2 separate regions of the Hordeum vulgare genome follow, and region 1 is linked to region 2. The links are chromatin contacts, called in public Hi-C maps. All regions are on one chromosome and are shown on one strand. The core of a region is the stretch at or near the end of the contact, and the rest is flanking DNA. Distances in the headings are between cores, read along the strand shown. Region 1 holds the start of LOC123448892 (protein MALE DISCOVERER 2-like). Region 2 holds the start of LOC123448891 (ubiquitin-activating enzyme E1 3-like).

Region 1 (6,844 bases), core at 640-3,139, 190 kb before region 2:
GAAATCCTCGCTCGCTGATTCCAGCTCCGATCGTTTGAGTGCAGGCACACCTACAAATGTGATCAAATTGTTATGTGAAATTGGAACAAACTCCTAGATAACATACATGTCAAAGTGCAAACAAAGCATACCTGTTACAAAAGCTTTTTGCAGTTGTCCGCTAAGTCCTGTGACCCAAGGTTTCACAGTCCCCACCCTTTTAGCTCGGCAGTAGAGAGCACCAGCTGCTGATATGATAAGGAAGGCAGCAACCCCTGCTGCAACTAAACCATAGGTTGTCCAGGAATGCTTATGCACAGAGTGAGATGGAGTTTGAGCCGAATGATCGTGCCCAGCTCCCCCAGCTGCAGGCTTAAACTTAAGCGGGTGTGGAAGGTCTATTGATGGATCATGGCGTAAAGGGGATCGCTGTGGCGTTGGTTGTGAATAAAATGGCGATGGTGCACCTTCTGGTGGTGATGATATGAACGCTGAGGGTGATGGAGCAGACACTGGTCCTGATTTTGGAGCTTGTGCATGTGAGAAAAGGTACCCGGCACCTTGGTTTTCACCACCAATCTGCAGCAATCTTTTGAAAGTTCAAGAAAAGGAATAGTTAGGACTTGGGATGTACTCCCTCCGCAAAGAAATATAAGAGCGTTTACATCACTACGGAGGGAGTACTGTATTATCAAGATAAATATTTGCCATTTCTGATGATGGAAGTACAAAAATCACCTGCCTTTGATTCATCTACTATCATATTCACACGATCATTTTATATAATAAGAGATATAGTAAAATACAATATTTCTCTTTCAAATACCTATATTTTTATTTTTAAAGTTTAAAATTCAGTGAGAAAAAAAAAACTCTCACTCAACAGCCTACTGTCACATAGTATATCTCTCCATGACTACAATCCAAGTCTTTCTAAAATAACCACAGGCACCATTCGTGAATGCTAGAAAAGTAGCTACTACTGCAGAGCTTCACCCAGCAAACTGTCTCTGTTGATAAATATTCAAAGGGAAGCGAGGCAAATAGATCTTTTTTCATTAATAGTATAAAAATAAGTGAATAAGCCGACTTCCGATTTTTACAAGAAGAAAAATATCAGTAGGGATGTCAGTTTAGTTCAGAGCTGAAGAGTTGATGGTTCCAACCAAACTGGTAAATTTGTGGCATTTGTCACACATTAATGGTAATAGGCCAACACAAAAAAACACCTACTCCCTCGGTCCCTCCATAAAGATATATAAGAGGTTTAGATCACTAAATTAGTGATATTTCTTTACAGAGGGGTATTTTCTAGTTCCAACTCCAATCTAAAAAATCACAAACTCTGGATAGCAAAATCGCACTGATCCATTTCCTGCAAGCACCAAAAAAGAACCAGTTCCAGAATCTGAGCGCTCACCTACGACTAAAAGAAGCTCCATTACTGCTCAACTCCTCAGCTCCAACTCCGAACCCTCCAATCCCTGCAGCAGCAAATCAAAATGGCAAACGCCGTTAGCCCAAATGCATACCCAACAACTCGGAGCAATCCAAAGGTCGAGCAAAAGAGAAGTAAACCTGCTCCTCCTCCAAGCCGCCAAGAAAAAGCAAGCAGGAACAGAAGAAGGAGCCTGCGCGGCGGCGGCCACTCCATCGCAGCACGGGCCGAGAAAATAGCAGTGGAGGCGCAGTTGCTGGCGTCGGAGGGGAGAAAATCTGATCCGGAAGGTGGATGGCGGCGGTCACGGGAAGCGGGATGCCGGAGGAGAGACGGCGCGTGGTGTGGTTGGGAAGAGGGCGGTGGAGGCGGGCGGCGAAAGTGGCAGCCGAAGGTGGTGGAGAGGAGAGGGAAAGGGAGGCTGCACGAAGGCGACTACACAACAAGAAGCTTTTAGTTGGTTCTTTTTTCTCTTTCGTTTTAAAATTGTTTGGTTCGTTGATCTAATCATTCTCCACATACATGAATTGCGAACTAATGCAGTTTGCCCATCACTGTGGAACCAACCTCCTAGATTTCCTTCCTCTTCATTTTTGGGGTATAATCATGGTCTTCAACAACTTTGGCCGTTACTTTTTCACATGAATGTGAATTTTTACAACAAAAAATTACTTCATCCGTAAACTAATATAAAAGCATTTAAAATATTAGTTTAGTAATCTATACGCTCTTATATTAGTTTACAAAGAGAGTAATACTTTTTATTTGTAAAATGTGGTGCTATTAAAATGTATTAATTACAAAACTAGTTATAATTTATTTTAACGGTGCAATCGAACACTTATTCAAAATGTATGGGTGTGATTTTGACTAAACCCATTCTAGAAAGTTGTCTACTTGCGAAATGATGCAGCGTACACCAAGATATATGATTTCAAAATGTCTAAGTATCCGTAAAGATTTCTTACATGTGCATTCCCCTTGACAAATTGTTGTGAGATTCCTCACAATGGTTCTCATATCAATACTCTGCCACTTTGAAGAAATAGAAAATCTAACAATATTTACAGGTGATAATGTTTTTGCGATCGACACAAAAAAGAAAGGCAATATAGCCATCGAATGCGGATTATGTCCCTCCTAAGGCTAAGTTTTTTTTTTGAGTCCTCAAGAACAACAAAGACCGTTTTCTTCTGTCTTAGCCTCTTATGTAGACACAACTAATTTGCATACAAAATGACCATATGCAACGATTGATGCAGAGGCCGGGGGTTTGAACCTCTTTTTCTAAAAAAAACTAATTTGCATACATGGAGAAGGACCTCAACGGGCCACCTACTATGCTCCTTAGATGAAGTCGCAATGAGGTCATTTCACCTGTTGTTGGTGAGAAGGCTTGGAAGGTGAAGTAGCCCCAAAAATATATCCACATTATGATATATAGTCTTTACAAAAGGTGGGTGAGTGTTCAGAGGTTTAAAGACATTTGAAGAAAAGGCTTGTGAGGCGAGGCTATCATAAATCCTGATGTGCAAGATTAGGAAGGAGATCAAATGTGACATTTTGGCCTAGTCTATACTAGAATGGCATTTTCTTGTGCGAGGCCCGAGGAAGGACCTTTACAGGGTTCTTTGTTAATTGACATCCCTTTACTAGCAGTGATCTTGAATAATCGAGGAGTCTTGTGTAGATTTCATGTCCAACTACTTCATCCAAGTTTGAATTGTGGAAGAGGAATGTACATGATACTCCAACATTTCCCTCATGTTTACGTTCCTTTAGAGTTATGATGTGTGGGTGGTGGAAGCGGGATACACTAATTACTTATTGTGTTTACGAGGTTTTGAACCTAGAAACTTTTTGGTTGCAAGTCGTATGAACCTAACCATCTCACTACTAGTGTGAACCGATGGGGATGTACGACCAATGCATGTCGACGTTCTTCCTCTTGTCTAGACTGTTTTTGTCCTTAGACGTGGGATCATGTAGGTGGCAAATATCATTTTTTATATTGCATTGAAAGAGTCTTAAACTCAATACCTCTTGGTTTTGATACTATAATGAACGTGCAATGGTCAGTTATTCCCATATTATAGACTGTGGGAGAGGGTCAGAAATTACACTCCAACACCTTGTTGCAAAGTGCCACCCTCCCCTTCCATATACCATGTCAAAACATTGATGTATTGATGTCATGTGTCGATTGCAATGATGGTAGAAGCACATATACAAAGGGTACTTGTGACGCGTCCCACCACCTACTTGGGCTGCCCTAGTTGAACCATGGTATCATAGATGCAACACATACCGAACCTCTTGGTGTCAAAAAAGGACAAGAATGGCTAGGCCTACAAGCTAATTTCTTCGGCTCTTAGATAGTCTTGTAGTTAACAAAGAAGTGTTTCCGCTAGTGTATTCTTCATTATCTCTTTTCCGGGCAAAACCTCTCAGGATTCCATCGACATTCATCATAGAATTGGCAAGGATGACGCTTTTGTGTGTGATACATTCCCCTCCTCCTAGTTTTGGTTGAAATTAAATTTTCAAATACAATGTTAGTGTAGCGACAAAGGTAAAGCAACAATACCCTCATATGTCCGGTACGCTATGCAAAAACAAGGTCAAGCGATAACTCCTGCATATATCTGTCCACCCCTGGGTATGGATTTGGCTACAAGTTTGGAACATTTATTGAGGTAACATGTGAGCTTTATTGATTAGAAAATAATGTTCTTCAACAGATGGTAAATGTGGTTTTGGTTATAGTTCTAAAATATGTTTGATGTAACTTTTTAAAATTGCTGATAATTGTGTAATTTTGAGCAATTTTCTCTATCTTCATTCCTCCCCTTGACACCACGACACCATATTTATTCCCAGATCCCCATAAACACCAAACTAGCTCCTTCATTTGCTCCAAAATATTTGAAGTTCTAGATTTGTCTTAAGTCAAATCCTTTTAGTTTGATCAACTTTATATAATAATATTCTAAGCTCCACAGCATCTTTTCTTTACGGGGAGACCTCTACAACATCATATATATATATATATATATATATATATATATATATATATATATATATATATATATATATATATATATATATATATATATATTATAAAAGCATATGTTGCTGAATCTAATGAAGCTAATTTGATGTCGTAGATGTTGGTTTATTTTTCTACAAATTTAGTCAAACTTAATTTTGTTTCAATTCTTTTGAACCAATCAAGTACTTCCTCCGTCTTAAAATTCTTATCTTAGATTTGTATAGATATAAATGTATCCTGGGACCAAGTAAGTACTCAGCTATGGGTAAAAAGAAGAAGACAAGTATGTTTGAAGATCCTTTGGTTCCAGAAGAGACGCGCGTACAGGATAGGATGAAGGCCGATCCGAATTTGCTGCCTTTGCGTGGCCAAGTCCAATAGCCTGACTTAGCCACTACAAAGCATCCGATTTAAAACCGATGATCCATATCGATGTACTGTAACATGCGCTTTGTTTATAGATGCATCTGTTGACTGTTTTGCTTGTATGGATGCTACACTGTAAGTCTATAAGAGCAATTCTAATGTGGTGATCCATTTCATATGCCGTCGTTTGTTTGGATCGACGTGGATAAGAGAGAAGGCCCAACGCACCGATCCAAACCTAAATCGAGTCCGCTTTGCGTCCGTGCCGACGCATTTGCGGTCTAAATTTTCGTCTCAAATGCGTCGGTATGGACGCGAAACGGACGCCACACACGCCTTCACGGTGTCCGTCGCGTCCCACCTGACGGTCGTCCAACTGTCCACGGCCTACCTGGTCAACTTCATTTATGACCTCGGGCCCACGCGTCAGCGACGGCGGTCGTTTTTTTTAAGCCGACCGTGCGACGGGGCTGTCCTCATCCGCTTCCAGCCAAAAACCCTAAACCCCATCTAGCCACACTCGCTCCCCCATCGCCGGCAAAACCTAGCCACCCCGGCCGTGTAAGATGGTGCCCTTCTCCGGCGCCGACATCAGCAAGGCCAAGGGCAAGTCTCCCGCCGCTCCTTTTCCCTCGGAGTTCCTCATGTCTCCGCCGGCGCCAGATTGCCGGCCGAGGCAGCGCATCAACGTGCCAGTGCATCAGGTGGAGTGGCACTGGCAGCACCACGTGCCTCTCCCATACCCCGACGCTACCTTGCCGCACGACTGGCACCTGGATTCAGAGACGATCTCAGTGCTGACGGCGTCGAGGTCCGCTAGGGTGCACGCGGAGGAGGTGCGGCGCCGACGGCCGCTCCTGACGCCGGAGCAACGTCGCGACCCCACCTAGGCAACCGACTCGCCCAAGTGGGCTAGCTGGTTCGCCTTCGAGCACGAGGAGGTGAGGCGACGCGGCATTCGCGAAGTCGATCGCACCGTGCCACCGCCCCCGCTCGTCGTCCGCGAGGAGGACCAGGCGACGGAGGCCACCTACCAGACGGCCCTTGCGGCGGTCTAACGGGAAAGCAAGGAGGACGAGCGGCGCAGGGTGGCGGCGGGCGAGCAAGAGGAGGCGGCGTACGAGGCGGCTATGGCGCTCTCCGCGGCAGGCGGGTGCGTCCTGCCGCTGGTGACCCTGCCGTCCCCTGTCAACGCCGAGCCGGAGCCGGAACCGATCGAGCGCTACTCCTGGATGGGAGTAGTGCACGAGTGGGTCAGTGTGCCACCGGTCTGGGTTGGGGCGACGCCGACGCAGGAGGCGGCGCACCTCGAACATTGGCGCTAGCGACGACTGGCCGAGGAGTGCCGCCACAGCGAGTACCTCGAGATGCTCGAGCGCGACGTCGAGGAGGAGCAACGCGAAGCCGAGAAGGAGGCGTGCCAGGCTGCGGCGGCACAACCCACGCCCGACATGAACGGCCTCTGGAACACGGCGTTCCCCTAGATCGGCCCTCCACCAACGCTCATCGACCTCACGGACCCCGAGGGCGACAACGACGACGCCTAGGGTAGCGCATCGCCTCGTAGTTTAGATTGTTTTTAATTTTCTTAAATGGAAATGTCGCCGCGTGGACTCTCGTCGGCCTTCGTGTCCGACTTTAATGTTTAATTAATGTTGTTTGGTTGATCTCAAAGTTTGATTCAAAATCTTACGGCTCACGCGTGGCAAAGCGAGCGGCACGACGCAAAGGTGGCGAATCTGGATCGGATGAAGCCCATGCTAGCTAGCTAGCTCCTGCACATCACGTGAAAGAATCGGTCGTGACGCCGCTATCGTCATAAATCTCCTACATAAACATAAGCATGAGACACCCCACCGGCCAGACTAGGACCGGTAACCACTAACCGCAGCACTGAATAGGAAAAAAAAAAGAGCACGGTCAACCATGGACGCAAGATGGATAAACCAACGAGCACCGGCCAATCACTCGACGACGGCTCACGCCCTCGATCGAACGTCGCCCTGCAT
Region 2 (6,274 bases), core at 205-2,704:
AAGATATCCATGCCTAAAGTGCCAGGAAAAAAAAACATGCCGGGCTAGATCATTCTAACACCCAAATCTGGTTTTGATAATGTCGGTCAGTCTGGTAAGTCAGAACTAGTAACTGCATCTCCATAGACTATTACATTAAACAGTTTCACTAAGGCAACAAGCAGTTCAGGGCTTTTGACAGTTTGCAAAACCAGTAATTCTATCAACTGTCTGTACCATTTTCTCGCCTGTTTCTAGTGGCAATTACAAAAGCTACCAATGTAAACACGAAGTAGGATCACAAAACAATCAACAACATGTAGTAAATAGAAGTAGTCACCACTGTGTATAACAATAAAGACATGCCTTGGGAATTCTAGGCAAAAATATATAAGCAAATCTGCATAATAAGCAGAAAAGGGGCATATTTGATTTGCATTTCTCTATGAAACACTACAAACTCGGGATGCAGCAAACAATCTGATGATCATAGCAGCATATGTCAGTAATTTAAGGCTTCACTCTGTTTGAACAAATAAGACATCAGATAACTATACAAAATGTATTTCTCTATCCAGCAACTCAGCCCTGTCTGCACATATATGGGGAAAATCGAAGTAATCGCAGATCCATGTTTCTCAATCCAGCAACTAAGCAAGTAATCACAGATTCCAAATTACCAACAAATATTTAAGAGCAGCAAAACAGAACGCAACAGTAACGGCGCCAGCGCGCCAAACATTAGATATCAATGTAGTACGTAGTAAATAAAGCACTAAATCACCTGTACTAAAATAAAGCACTAAATAAATTAAAGTAAATCACAAATCGAAGGAGGCACGTACCTGTCTCAGCCCCAAGCCCGTTTAAGCCGGAGACGAGCACGTTGGACGCAAAGAGCAGCCGCATCGTCTCCCTCCCGTACACGGCGAGCTGCCTGCTGTGAAGGTCCTCATCGATCTCCGCCACCCCGTTCCCGTTACTTCCCCCGCCAACCGTCTCCCCGGCAACCATGGCCTCCGACCCCGCCTCAGCCGCCGATTCCCCTACCCGAGCCTTCTTCGCCGCCGCGTCGCCGCTGTCCTCAGCGCCGTCCGCTCTCTTCGTCGGAAGCATATAGCGCGGCCCCCTGCATCGCGCAGCATAAAACCAAATCAGACGCCAAAACCCGCACCCTAAAACCCCAGAAATGGCGATCGGAGCGCACGGATCGAGGCATCGGAGCCGATCCGAATCGGCGGTGGCGGGACCTTACCGGTGCGGGCGATCGGAGTGGCGGCTAGGGTTCGCGCGGCGCCCGCGGCCTTGAGGACGGCGTGTCGCTTGTGAGGCTACCTTCGGCTTGGGGGCGAAGCCGGTGGAATGGCGTATATATAGAAAGGGGCGGGCGCGGTGGGGTTTTGCGGCAAGGCAAGGTGGTGGTGGTGTTGGATTGAGTCGCCGATGCGGCGCGGTGGAGAGGCTTGGGGGTGGGGAGGGCAGAGGGCTTCCACGAATCTTGGCCGTTGGTGTTTGGGATGGACAAGCCTGATAAGGCAGGCCAGGCCGGATGGGTCGCGCTTTGGTTCGACTGGATGGCGAAGTGAAAGCATTGATTAAAAGCTAATTCAGCATTAAATTAAAACATTATGGAAATGTCCGTTACTCCCTCCAATTACAAACTTTACGAATTTTGACTTTAAAATACCAAATGCATGACACTGGATACATCATCAATTATATTTTCATATTTTGTTGATATTGCTATCAATTATTCGGGCACGGAGAATATTGATAGAAATCTCAATAGCGATTCTAAATATTGATAATACTAGTAAATGTGTCTGTGCGTTGCTACGAATGATGATGTAATTAAACGAATCGAACAAACGATGAAGTTAAATGGATGAATTAGAATGCATGAATAGTATCATGAGGTGACACTAAGACCTGCAAATTTTATTCAATGGGAGAAAAAAAACATTGCTCACCCTAACCAATATATAAGTGTAGCTCAAGACTCATTTCCTAGGTCCACATTTTTCTATTTGAACACGAAAACCGTGTTGTCACTTATTATTATCCTCTTTTCGATCCTTGCCAATGGTGGCTACCGTGTTCACCTAAACATGGTGAGTCTCAAGGCGATGAAGTCGACCATGACCATACACATGTCACTGAGTCACGCTGATGCAAGAAATAAAACTTTGAAAAACAATATCATCGAGCTAGAAGTGAGGCCCACCCTTCGCAGTTATCTCCTGCTTGAATGGAATGTAGGTATCAAAGAGTCAGCTATTGATTCTGATGAGAACCTTTCTTGAGTTAGAATGGGGGACATCATTTACCAGGTGATAAACCGGGTACACATCCATAATGTTGAAAGTATGTTCTTAGTCGAAACCAAAGTGAGGAAATGAACAAAAATACCTCATCCCAGTCAAAGTTATCTCCACTATGCGGATCAAAGAGCACATCTCCTGAGGCAAGTTCAAAGCATATGCATGCAAAGGACCACGGGTCGACAGATGTAGAATACTTGGAGCCCAGAAGGACCTCAGGACATCTGTATTGCCTTGTTTGGATATCACTTGTGAACTGCTTGTACGTCCAACATGCATTTTCGAAGTCAACCAGCTTGGAGTCTAGTTCAGCTTCCCGAATACTGATGTTGCTATCAATTATTTTATTGATATTGCTATCAATTATTCGGGCACGGAGGACCTTCCCGAATATTGATACAAATCTCAATAGCGATTCTAAATATTGATAATATATTATCTATTATATTAACAGAAAAGACCTCTGCGCAAGATAATAAAAATAAAAATAAATAGTAAATCTGCTTTGCATAGGTACACATGCACAGAAACAATGATTATTAAAGTCAAAAGAAGCTATCTATGTGAAGGCTAATCGCATGAGGACTTGCATAGTTGAAGATGAAGACTTATATGCAGAAGAAATTCAATTATTCACCGGGAGACAATGCGTACGTGGAAAAGCAGTGACTTGAAACAATCCCAAAGATTCAAGCTTGTCGAGGCACTCTGTCGCCCTCTTACTTACACCATAGAAGAACACACATGCATGCTACTACAGTAAAATAAATAAATGAAGACTCCTGAAGGCCTCTCTCACGCCTAAAAAAGAGAAAAAAAAAAACAGCCTCTAAGAAACACAAGGCACACAAGAGTGAGAGTCCAGTGCTTCGAGCAAGAAGTGCAGCCTCGAGAGCACTCCTAATTTCCTTAGTAATAGTGCCACCATCATCGTTAGTAGAATAGCCAAAAAGGTGTTGTGATCGCGAATGATACTAGGGTATCCTTCTTAGATCTTGTAATCCCTTCAGGACCTCGCTAAAGAGAAAACCATATGTAAATTATATTGTAAAGATGATTTAGTTTCGTGCTTCATTTGGTATTTTTATTTATGAATTATATGATATAAGTTCATATGCTAGGCATCCCATAGAAGAAACCTCTGCCGGCATTTCTTTGTTTAGCCTGGTGCGGCGTCTGAATGAGAACCTTGTGACCGTAGAGAAGTGTTTTCTTCGGATGAAAACTGCGTGGAAAGATGATCAAAATTTACCCCATAAATTTGCAATTAAAATAATCAAATAAACAAACCTAGCTACATCCGAAATAACATAATAAAAAATATAATAAATACTGAGTTGGATATCACACTTGTGTGTACACCTACAGTCCTATTGACGGATTTGCTAGCCTTAATAGATCCTGCATTAAGATATAACCCGCTTAGTGACTAAAGAATGTGCAAATAGTAGTAAAGAATTAAATGTTGTTGCGAATAATGAAGTACTATTCTAAATAATGTACTAATACTCCGTCACGGTTTAGAAGGAGGTAGTAGTAAAGGTTATTGTGAATAGTGCGGTACCTAATGAATAATGAACAATATTCACATAAAAAGCGCATAGTTGTCCACCTAACACGTATTAGCCTAATTAATGTGATGAAATATAAAGTAAAATGTTTTTTATAACGCGTAGCTGTCGTCGATTTGATATATAATTTTTATATATCTTTGAGGAAAACACAAGATAATTTGGAGCAAAAGTTTGGAAGCTTATTAAAGAATACCAAACTTGCAGATAAATATTCCGGTTTGAATAATAAAATTGATCCAAACTTACATAAGATAGAAGAAGCAAAATCAAGACATAATACAGTTTACAAAAATAACGATTATATTTTGAAAAAAAGTATTATCAATATGCTATACCTAAGTAGAGGCAAAGGCTCGCTCCCTTGCATAGAAACAAGACAAGATATACTTGAAATAAAAAAGTTGTTGTAGAAAGTTAAAGCTTTGATTGTCTCGTAATTATATGATTGAATACAGCCAAGCATTAAACGAAGTAGCCAAATACTTATCACCTCTCGTCGGATTTTCTGATCAGAACTCACTAAAGGAAGATTCTAAAATAATAATAAGGAAAAATAATATAATTCTTCAACTACTAATCCAGACTAGTAGAATGCTTGTGCGTTGCTACGGGCTACAATGCATATACATAAATCAAACAGATGGTTAATGTCGCCTTCAAGATTGAAGCGCATTTCTTCTCATATGTTTCGACGTGTTCAGACATCAAACGGGCTAGCGGGCTCATTAAAATTCAACCGCATTGACAATCTCACCCCCCACCCCCACCACCATCAAATTCAGACCATATATGCGGGAGAAATGTATTTCTCAAACTATTTACCATGTTATGTTCAACAGGCGGTCCCAACACACAAAACGCACCCCACAACTCATCATTTCCTTTTCTTGCCGGACCCTCCACTTGCCGCTCGATTTCCCATCTCTGTCTCTCTCTCTTCCTCTCTCTCTCTCTCTAACCGCTGCCACGACCCCCAGCCGCCACGACCCCAAAGCCCCAACCGCTTACTGTCACCTAAATTCCATAGCTCCTCCTTCTTCCCAATATCCATGGTAGAGTGTCCCTACTATGTTCCATTCTTCATCTTCTAGGAAGGCAAATAAGGAAAGGAGGTGCGGCTTCGGGCGGTGCATCTTCTGTGGCGACCACCAGCCACCAGGCAGTTCTTCTCGCTCTAGTGAGCACAAGTCACGAGGTAATGTCTTGAATATGTTGATTACTGCCAAGATGTATGTATACAAGCTGAACTAGCCCTAAATCATAGCGGTTATTTCATAGTTCGCCAATATACTGGTGTAGTAGAAAACCCAGTGAAGTACTTTGTAAAAAAATTATTTTGGTTATATTATGCACAATAAATGCCTATTTCCTTTTATTTATTTGTGGGGGGGGGGTCGCCATATAATTTTTTACCATGCAAATACAATACAATACATGTATAAGAGTTTAGCAAAATCCCACAACGTGACAGCTTTCAGGTACAATTTCATGACAACATAACAACCCTATTTTAATAAGATCAAGAAACATTCCTTTGATTTTGTTGCCATCTTTTTTAGGAAATTTCTCATAGAAAAATCTAATTAAGACATATAATGATCCTGGCCTTGCTGGAATAATGGACAAATCCACGCAAGAAATATGGGATAAGGACTCGATAATCTCACCATATTGTTTGAGGTGCTTGACAAGTTGTCTTCCAGACAGCAAAAACACCATCCTCCATCACCATGCATGCATTAGGATGATAATATGATGGAGCAAAGCGAGTATGTTTAAAACTTTTAAATAGAGGTCATGTGTTGGGTCGCGATATGAGGTGAAGCACAATAGATGGGGAACATCATCATGTGAACTAGATATTTGTTTTATGAGTTCATTATGTTCCACATGACCTGAACAACATGTTGTTTGAAATTTAGAAGAAAAATAGTTTGGCACTTGCAGCTTGTGATTGAAATGAAGTAATTAACAGAAGAGGATTCAACTATGAAAAAAACGAAATCTGGAACATGAACATGTAGTTGTTTGGTTGAAGTGTGACGAAGATTGTTGCATGGCAGAATAGCAATCATGAAAATCAGCGTAAATATGCTCATGGGTTATTTCGATCAGTAGTCACTTGCTAGAGCGGCTCCTCCATGGGCTCCCTAACTGGACCTCCACCACCACACTTGGGGTCGTGACGGGCAGGTGACCCACCAACGCTACTATGGGAAGTGGCACCAGACATCAGCTTGAGGCAGTTGTGGCAACACAACAACCGCACAAGCCAGCATCCTACTATCAACATTTGTAAGAAGCTCTTGCATAAGCAGCAAAATCACACATTCTACTCAACTCAAAATTATTAGTAGCAGTCAAGCCAGGAACCGAAGACTGAGACTCCAGTTTACGGAC

Evidence for each region. Hi-C and Micro-C count contacts between places; a contact is called where the count stands out from the background.
Region 1: a contact with region 2 is called in a Hi-C map of seedling, with 2.6 times the contacts expected there. The contact joins the promoter of LOC123448892 here to the promoter of LOC123448891 in region 2. A contact is called at or near these places in 3 of 6 Hi-C or Micro-C datasets (leaf and seedling) and 1 of 1 datasets of contacts at active chromatin or transcription factors (embryo).

What each region holds. Positions count from the first base shown.
Region 1 is chr4H:448,597,370-448,604,213 of MorexV3_pseudomolecules_assembly, reverse strand. LOC123448892 (protein MALE DISCOVERER 2-like) reads right to left here and starts at 1,889. Exons shown (of 6, transcript XM_045125928.1): 1 at 1,558-1,889; 2 at 1,400-1,463; 3 at 132-568; 4 at 1-50. The coding sequence starts at 1,633.
Region 2 is chr4H:448,410,735-448,417,008 of MorexV3_pseudomolecules_assembly, reverse strand. It overlaps LOC123448891 (ubiquitin-activating enzyme E1 3-like), which reads right to left and starts at 1,454. Exons shown (of 7, transcript XM_045125927.1): 1 at 1,235-1,454; 2 at 825-1,108. The coding sequence starts at 1,095.